Linked DNA regions of Gasterosteus aculeatus: region 2 is linked to region 1. The links are chromatin contacts, called in public Hi-C maps. All regions are on one chromosome and are shown on one strand. Each heading gives the region's core, a stretch centred on a gene start, on an enhancer-like site or on the middle of the called end of the contact. The rest is flanking DNA. Distances are from core to core; before and after follow the strand shown.

Evidence for each region. Hi-C and Micro-C count contacts between places; a contact is called where the count stands out from the background.
Region 2: a Hi-C map of whole body shows a contact between it and region 1, with 4 times the contacts expected there. The contact joins the enhancer-like site here to the promoter of rab38a in region 1. A contact is called at or near these places in 2 of 6 Hi-C or Micro-C datasets (skeletal muscle and whole body).

The regions. Positions count from the first base shown.
Region 1 is chr1:7,313,997-7,317,247 of fGasAcu3.hap1.1, forward strand. rab38a (RAB38a, member RAS oncogene family) reads left to right here and starts at 1,415. Exons shown (of 3, transcript XM_040170628.2): 1 at 1,415-1,812. The coding sequence starts at 1,611. It overlaps ctsc (cathepsin C), which reads left to right. Exons shown (of 8, transcript XM_040170607.2): 8 at 380-978. The coding sequence ends at 646.
Region 2 is chr1:7,387,139-7,390,417 of fGasAcu3.hap1.1, forward strand. It overlaps LOC120827318 (T-lymphocyte activation antigen CD80), which reads right to left. Exons shown (of 8, transcript XM_078098445.1): 5 at 3,085-3,279; 6 at 2,751-2,896; 7 at 2,616-2,652; 8 at 1,439-2,434. The coding sequence ends at 2,751. Among protein-coding and RNA genes, the nearest start is that of LOC120827318, 5.7 kb to the right of the region's middle. Within about 2 kb of position 1,258, at least 7 of the 9 cell types and tissues checked have open chromatin away from gene starts, as enhancers often do.

The DNA.
Region 1 (3,251 bases), core at 165-2,664:
ATACACCTACGAGTCCCCAATCAACCTGATCCCCAGAGCATGTCTTTGGACTGTGGGAGGAAGCCGGAGAACCCAGAGAGAACCCACGCAGACACGGGGAGAACATGGAGACTCCACACAGAAAGGCCTCTGGACGGAGTGGAACCCAGGACCTTCTTGCTGTGAGGCGACTGTGCTAACCACCACGCCACCGTGCCGCCCTAACGGACCATTATGTCCCCTTAATTTCTATTTGTTTGTAAATGTAACATTTTTTTTTCTCCCTCCTGAAATGCATTTTGAAATTTTCCTTCTCCAACTCTGCCCCCTCCTGCTTCACGGGTACAGCTTGGATTTGACACAGAAAAATTGAAATAAAATCATCCCTGTCCTTCGCCAGGTCTACCCCGACTTCATGCACTACAAGGAGGGCATCTACCACCACACGGGCCTCAGAGACCCCTTCAACCCCTTCGAGCTGACCAACCACGCCGTGCTGTTGGTGGGCTACGGCCGCTGCCACAAGACCGGGCAGAAGTACTGGACCGTCAAGAACAGCTGGGGCACGGGCTGGGGCGAGGGCGGCTACTTCCGCATCCGCAGGGGCAGCGACGAGTGTTCCATCGAGAGCATCGCGGTCGCCGCCAACCCGATCCCCCGACTGTAGGGACCCCTGCGGCGTCGCTTTGTTTCCAACCTCATCGATCAACCAATAGCTGACTATGAATGATTTTTGAATCTGAGCTGAAGCTGCCGAATCAAGTTTTAAAATCCAAGTGCGTCTGTGCACGATGTGCCATGTCATCACTTTAAGGGGATCCGGGTGCTGCGCTGTGATTCTTTGTCTCAGGGAAGCAACAGGGAAGAGTTGTAAAATGTTCTCTCCCTGCAAAGTGAAACCGTGACTGCCATGTTTTTCTGTAAAGGCACTTTGTATGAGCTCCCCGGGGAGCTTTTAAAGGGAATTCTTACTTAAATAAATAAAGGGACATAACTATTTGTAGCGCCTTCTTATTGTGAGCGATTATTGTTGCAATGTGTGAAGATGGAACATGAGTCTAAATACATTTTTCTCTTGGAGCTGAGTATTACTTATTTTTTTCACTCTACTCAAACAACAACAGCAGCATAAATTTGCCTTTGTGGCTCAGTAATAAATCTCTGTTTAGGCAACAAACAGAAAGAAAAAGGAAAGTAAAGGAAAACTGCTCTTCGCTGCTTTAAGTCACCGGTTCAACTCTCTTCATTTAATGTTCTAAATCGCAGTATTATGAAATAAGTACGTTTAGTGAAAATAACTTCACATCTTTGAAGCCCACTTGAGTGTTTCCATTTCATGCTGCTATTTTACTTAAGTCGTGAAAAAAAAGTTGCTTACTTAACACAAAGAGTCCACATCCCTTCCGGCTTGGATGTTTCAATCCACCGCAGATCACCCGCGTGCGTCACAAGGTCCAGACGTCTCCGCTCCGCTTCCCTCTCCGGACCAGGGCGTACACCCCCCCCCCCCCCCCTCCCCCTCCCCGCCCCCCTCCCAACTCTCTTCTGTCCCGTCTGCGCTGTCCTGTGCCCCCCCCCGGACCTCTCCACTGCGCTGGATTCATGCTCCGCTCTCGCCTTCCTCGGTCGCCATGCAGAACAACCACAGCAAGGAGCATCTCTACAAGATCCTCGTGATCGGGGACCTCGGGGTCGGTAAGACCAGCATCATCAAGCGGTATGTCCACCACAACTTCAGCCCCAACTACCGAGCCACCATCGGGGTGGACTTCGCCCTGAAAGTCCTCAACTGGGACCAGGAGACGGTGCGCCTTCAGCTGTGGGACATCGCAGGTACGGTCACCGCTCAATGAGCCTTTATTGTTGGGTGATGTGCTTTCACTTTGGGCTGTGTTTGTGATATGGATGAAAATTGAATGCACTTTGGGATATTATATTGGCAGTTTAATATCCGCCCCCCGTGCGGGGTTAAATTGTATATTAGGGTAAATTAGCACACGGTTACATTTAGAAATTCCTTGTAATAACCTTTAATGAATATGCTTAGCAATTACATAAAGTGGTGGTTATGATGAAAGTCACCGTTTACATGATCAATGCCTATTTAGGTAAAAGACAACATTTTCCAAATCAGAGGTCAGCTGGAATTCAACAAGTTGCTTTCAGCTTGGAGGGTTTGGAAACTATACATCTATCTTTGAAAGAAAATGTGTTTTTTTTAGATATACAATCAGATTAGAGGTTAGTGATTCTAATACAACCAGGGAACGAGCGTGAGACTTGGATGGCAGCGTTATCAGGGATAATATTCCTCATGTGTACCAGCTGACCAGTAGGTATTACTCACTCGAAATCACCAGGCATTTATATTTCTGCATTTACACGCACACACACACACACACACACACACACACCTACAAATCCAACTACGACACCTTGTATGTGTATCATATGGTATTACAATATTTGAGATCTTCAATGAATAAAAAGGTAAAGCTGTTTTATTCTATATGTTGTGTAAATATTTGTATTTGTATATATTTTTTATACCTTTCACACATATTTTGGGGCTTAGATGTAACTGATCCACTCGGGCCGGGAGAGCAGAGCAGTACTTTACAATAAAGTACAGAATAGAACCCAGACCCAACGATTAACAAAGCTAAAGGCTGCGCTGGTTTCATCTCACATGAGTGTCGGCTGAGGTTTAGAGGAATCCTCTGACCTGCTGCTCCCTCCCCTCCTGTGCGCCCTCTCCAGTAAGCGCAAGCAGTCATGTGTCTCAAACTCATGTGAGGGAGATTTGAGGCCCGAGCTCTCGTATACAGAAAGCTTGTATTGTGAACCGAGGGAGGAGCGTCTCCCTCCGTGCAAACGGCTGCGGTTCGGTACTGTAGATGTATGTGTGGGTGCTCCTACACTCACCCCAAAGTGATAGAAGCCGTGAGGCCGGAAGGCCTGAATTGTTCACCTTAGTTCTGCATTGTTTGAATGACCTAGATCCACTGGTTTGTTTGGGGGTTTGATAATACACAGACGTTTTTTAGATGCAATGAATATTCTGCATTTCCCAACACAATCATAGCATCAACTCTTGTATTATTTTGACTGCCCTCTTTCTATGTCCACGGCTCACAGGGTGGCGTGGCAAGTTGCACGGGTAGCATTGAAGATGGGATGCCGTTATGGGGCTTTACATACTTTACACCATTTTTAAAATTCCCATCGATGTACATGTTGAGGTATAGGAGTCCATGGCTGCAGAAGGCATG
Region 2 (3,279 bases), core at 8-2,507, 73 kb after region 1:
TAGCGTTAAGATTTCCTTACAGCAGCTCCATCTCACGTTAAATCTAAGCACCTCATAGGCTTTTCCAGTACCTCAAATCGATTGTTTATGTTTGAACCGAGTCTGACATGTGGTGTATTTCTCCCACAGCCACCACAGAGGAAAGTCCTCTCTGGTTTGTTTGGGTTAGACAGCACAGGAATGAGGGAGGGAGGACGGAGAGATGGGGAGGAGTGGGAGGTGAGGGGATGATGACAGGGAATGGGGAGGTGTTTGTGTGTGTGTGTGTGTGTGGTGGGGGGGTGGGGGTGAGAGGGGGTTGAGTTTGGACAATGCTGTCTGAATTTTAAAGAGGGAAAAGAAAAAGACGAAAGAGAAGGGGAGTGGAGGTTCAGAGGACAAAAAATGGGGGTTTGAAAGGAGGAGAGAAAGGAGGCAGAAGAAGGGAGCTCGTCTGGGGACTGATGGAGCAATGGGAAGGATAACTCGAGGGAGGACGGGGGGGGGGGGGGGGGAACAACTGAAGAAAAAACTGAAGGAGAATAAGGAGAACGGGAAGAAGGGAAATTGTCCAATGATATAATAATGTGCTACGATAGGAGAAATATGGAGGATGGACGTAGGGAGAAGGGGGAGGACGAGGACGAGGAGGACGAGGGCAGGGACCTTGGGGTTACATTCCTGAAGTGCAACCAGCCTGCTGCTGCTCTGCAGTCCAATGTAAACACGGGGCAGAGAGGTGCACTGACAGCCTGTCACAGTGACTCGTGAGGCCGAGACAAAGCAAACGAGCAATGGAGGCGTAATGTGAATATGAAAAGGGGAAAAAGCAAGAGGCCTAGAGAGAGCATGCTGGTGGAAATGGAGACATGTATATCTCAAATGATCGTTGGGTTATATGTTCAACAGGACATCTGGTCTTACATCCCGATCCTCGGCCTCCTCTGACGTAATTACGCATCTTTTCAACACTCTCTTTGCATCTCCTGTTTCTCTGTTTAATTTCATTCAGTAATGCAGTGCACTTCTCGTCCTTTCCCGGGCAGGTGACCACATGTTGATGTCCGAAAGACATGTATCCCTGTCCAATAGGATTGGGATGAAGTTGCTCATATATGACACTTTTTTTATTCCCATAGCCAATGGAGAGGAAGTTGGATTTTGATATGACCACGTACATTGTTTAATCATCAGGACACACAATACAAACCAAACCATTAAAGCCACAACAGCAGATTCGTCTCGTCTTTGTAGTGCTAGGAGGACATCTAGCGGCAAAGAAACCCCATTGAAAATAAATATGTTCTGCTTTGTGCTGTGTGTTCGGCTTTATTTCTACCAGTTAGTGTGACTAATGCAGTTGACAAATCGTAATCCAACCATCACCACAGCGAAGTAAGTGAAAGGTGAAAGCAATGTTTCACAGTGCACAGTAAAGTAATTATACAGGCTTAATTGATTGTATTGTTTAGAAATCATTTATTCATGTGGGAACGAAAAACAGAACACCCACATTACAAAAGTGCTTCTTAGAGATTTACAAAATGAAAGCAGCCCTATGAGATGGTTTGTTAATTCTGGAGAAGGAGGAATGAAAGACAAAAGCACCATGAATAGTGTTAATGGTCTACAATTTGATCATAAGAAAAAAAAAATCATCAATAAATATTTAGAAATTATTCGTATTTTCAATGAGAATAGTCACCTGTGAAAAAAGGGTTAAAGCAGTAAACAAAGAAAAATAATACTTCTGAGAACAAAGTTACGTGTAAACTGCACTTTGACAGCCATCTTTTCTGCATTTATAAATATTTTTTACTTTTAATAGCTAAAGCTGATATCGTTTTTGGTAGACACAGCTACCGTAACACAAAAGTAAACTAAAAAGAGTAAAAACATGAACCAGATAAATGGATCTAATCTTTGATGTCACTTTTCAAATCAACAAAGGTGGAGACCAATGTTTAAAGATTTGCTAATGACGATAAATAAGGAAATGTAATTTTAAAGTGCAAATAAATTAAACTGCATTTGGTAATAATAAAACACAGTCAATAGAGTGAAGCATGCAGAATATATAAAAGAGGTCAGTAGAGGTCAGTGTAACAGTACAAAATACACAACATTTTACCATTATTACATACAGTATTTTCGATATAATTACTCACAAGTGTCTCCCCGACAAGCTGTTTTCCACACTACGTCAACCTCAGTTTCCTCAACCTCAAGTTTTTTTCAGGATAAGAAACCGATTCTTAAATGAATGAAACCCGCATTGCATTACCCGTAAAAGGATACAGATGAGCGATACCTCCTTTCACACTTATCACTTATAAGTATCTGCGTCACACCTGTAACATTTGTTCAATATGCTCAGACAACAACTCGGAACCTTCCTCTTCACCAATTCAGCACTCAACATGCCCCTTGGTTTGCATGGAGGCGTATTACCTCCCTGGAGCAAACAGAAAGGAAAAGAAAAACATATATACTGTCAGAAGGCTTACAAAGAACATATCAGTCTTTGAACATTTCTTCATTGCAGTTGTGCGGCATGGGACCCTTTATCAGCTGGTATTTTACATTACTTATAAATGTAATCAAAGTATTACACGTAGGTTCAAACAACCACTTACTCCTCACATCCATTTTCTTCACACTCAGCTGCTGCTTCTGGAAACCAACAAAACAACAGCTGTGAGCTTTTCAACGTTATACTTAAGTGATTTCATCTTCGTATTTTCACAAACAGATGTGCAAATGTGACAAACCTAATATAGGTCCATACTTCTCTGTCCTTTCTTATAGCAACAACACCTCCACAGCAATGCCACCATAATACAGAAGCCAACCCCAGCTGCACAGATGGCTGCTATAGTCACAGAAGGACTGTGGCCCAGTGGATGCTTGCGTTTACCTTCAGATGAGAACAACCAAAAAAAAACATTAAGCGGGACACTATTTCTATACTTGCTTTTATAACAGATTTTTAAATTCTTGTTCACGCCAATGGCGGTGGTTTTCCTTTGCACGGGTTGTAAGATATCCTTTTCTTTCGGTTAGCGGCGCTACAAAAATGACAATGTGAAAGTGTAGCTTACTCACACACAGTGAAAATGTCTGAGCTGACGTTGCCCACAGAACAGCGGAGGGAAGTCTGCTGACCATCGGAGCAGTTGACGTAGGCGGTGCTGGAGATGTTGAAAGTCGTGGTGTCTGGATCCCTCGTCGTACTGTTATTCACGACCGTCAAACTCTGCGGTACGTGCCAAGTCACCTCTTTGCGTGGGTAGCCACCAT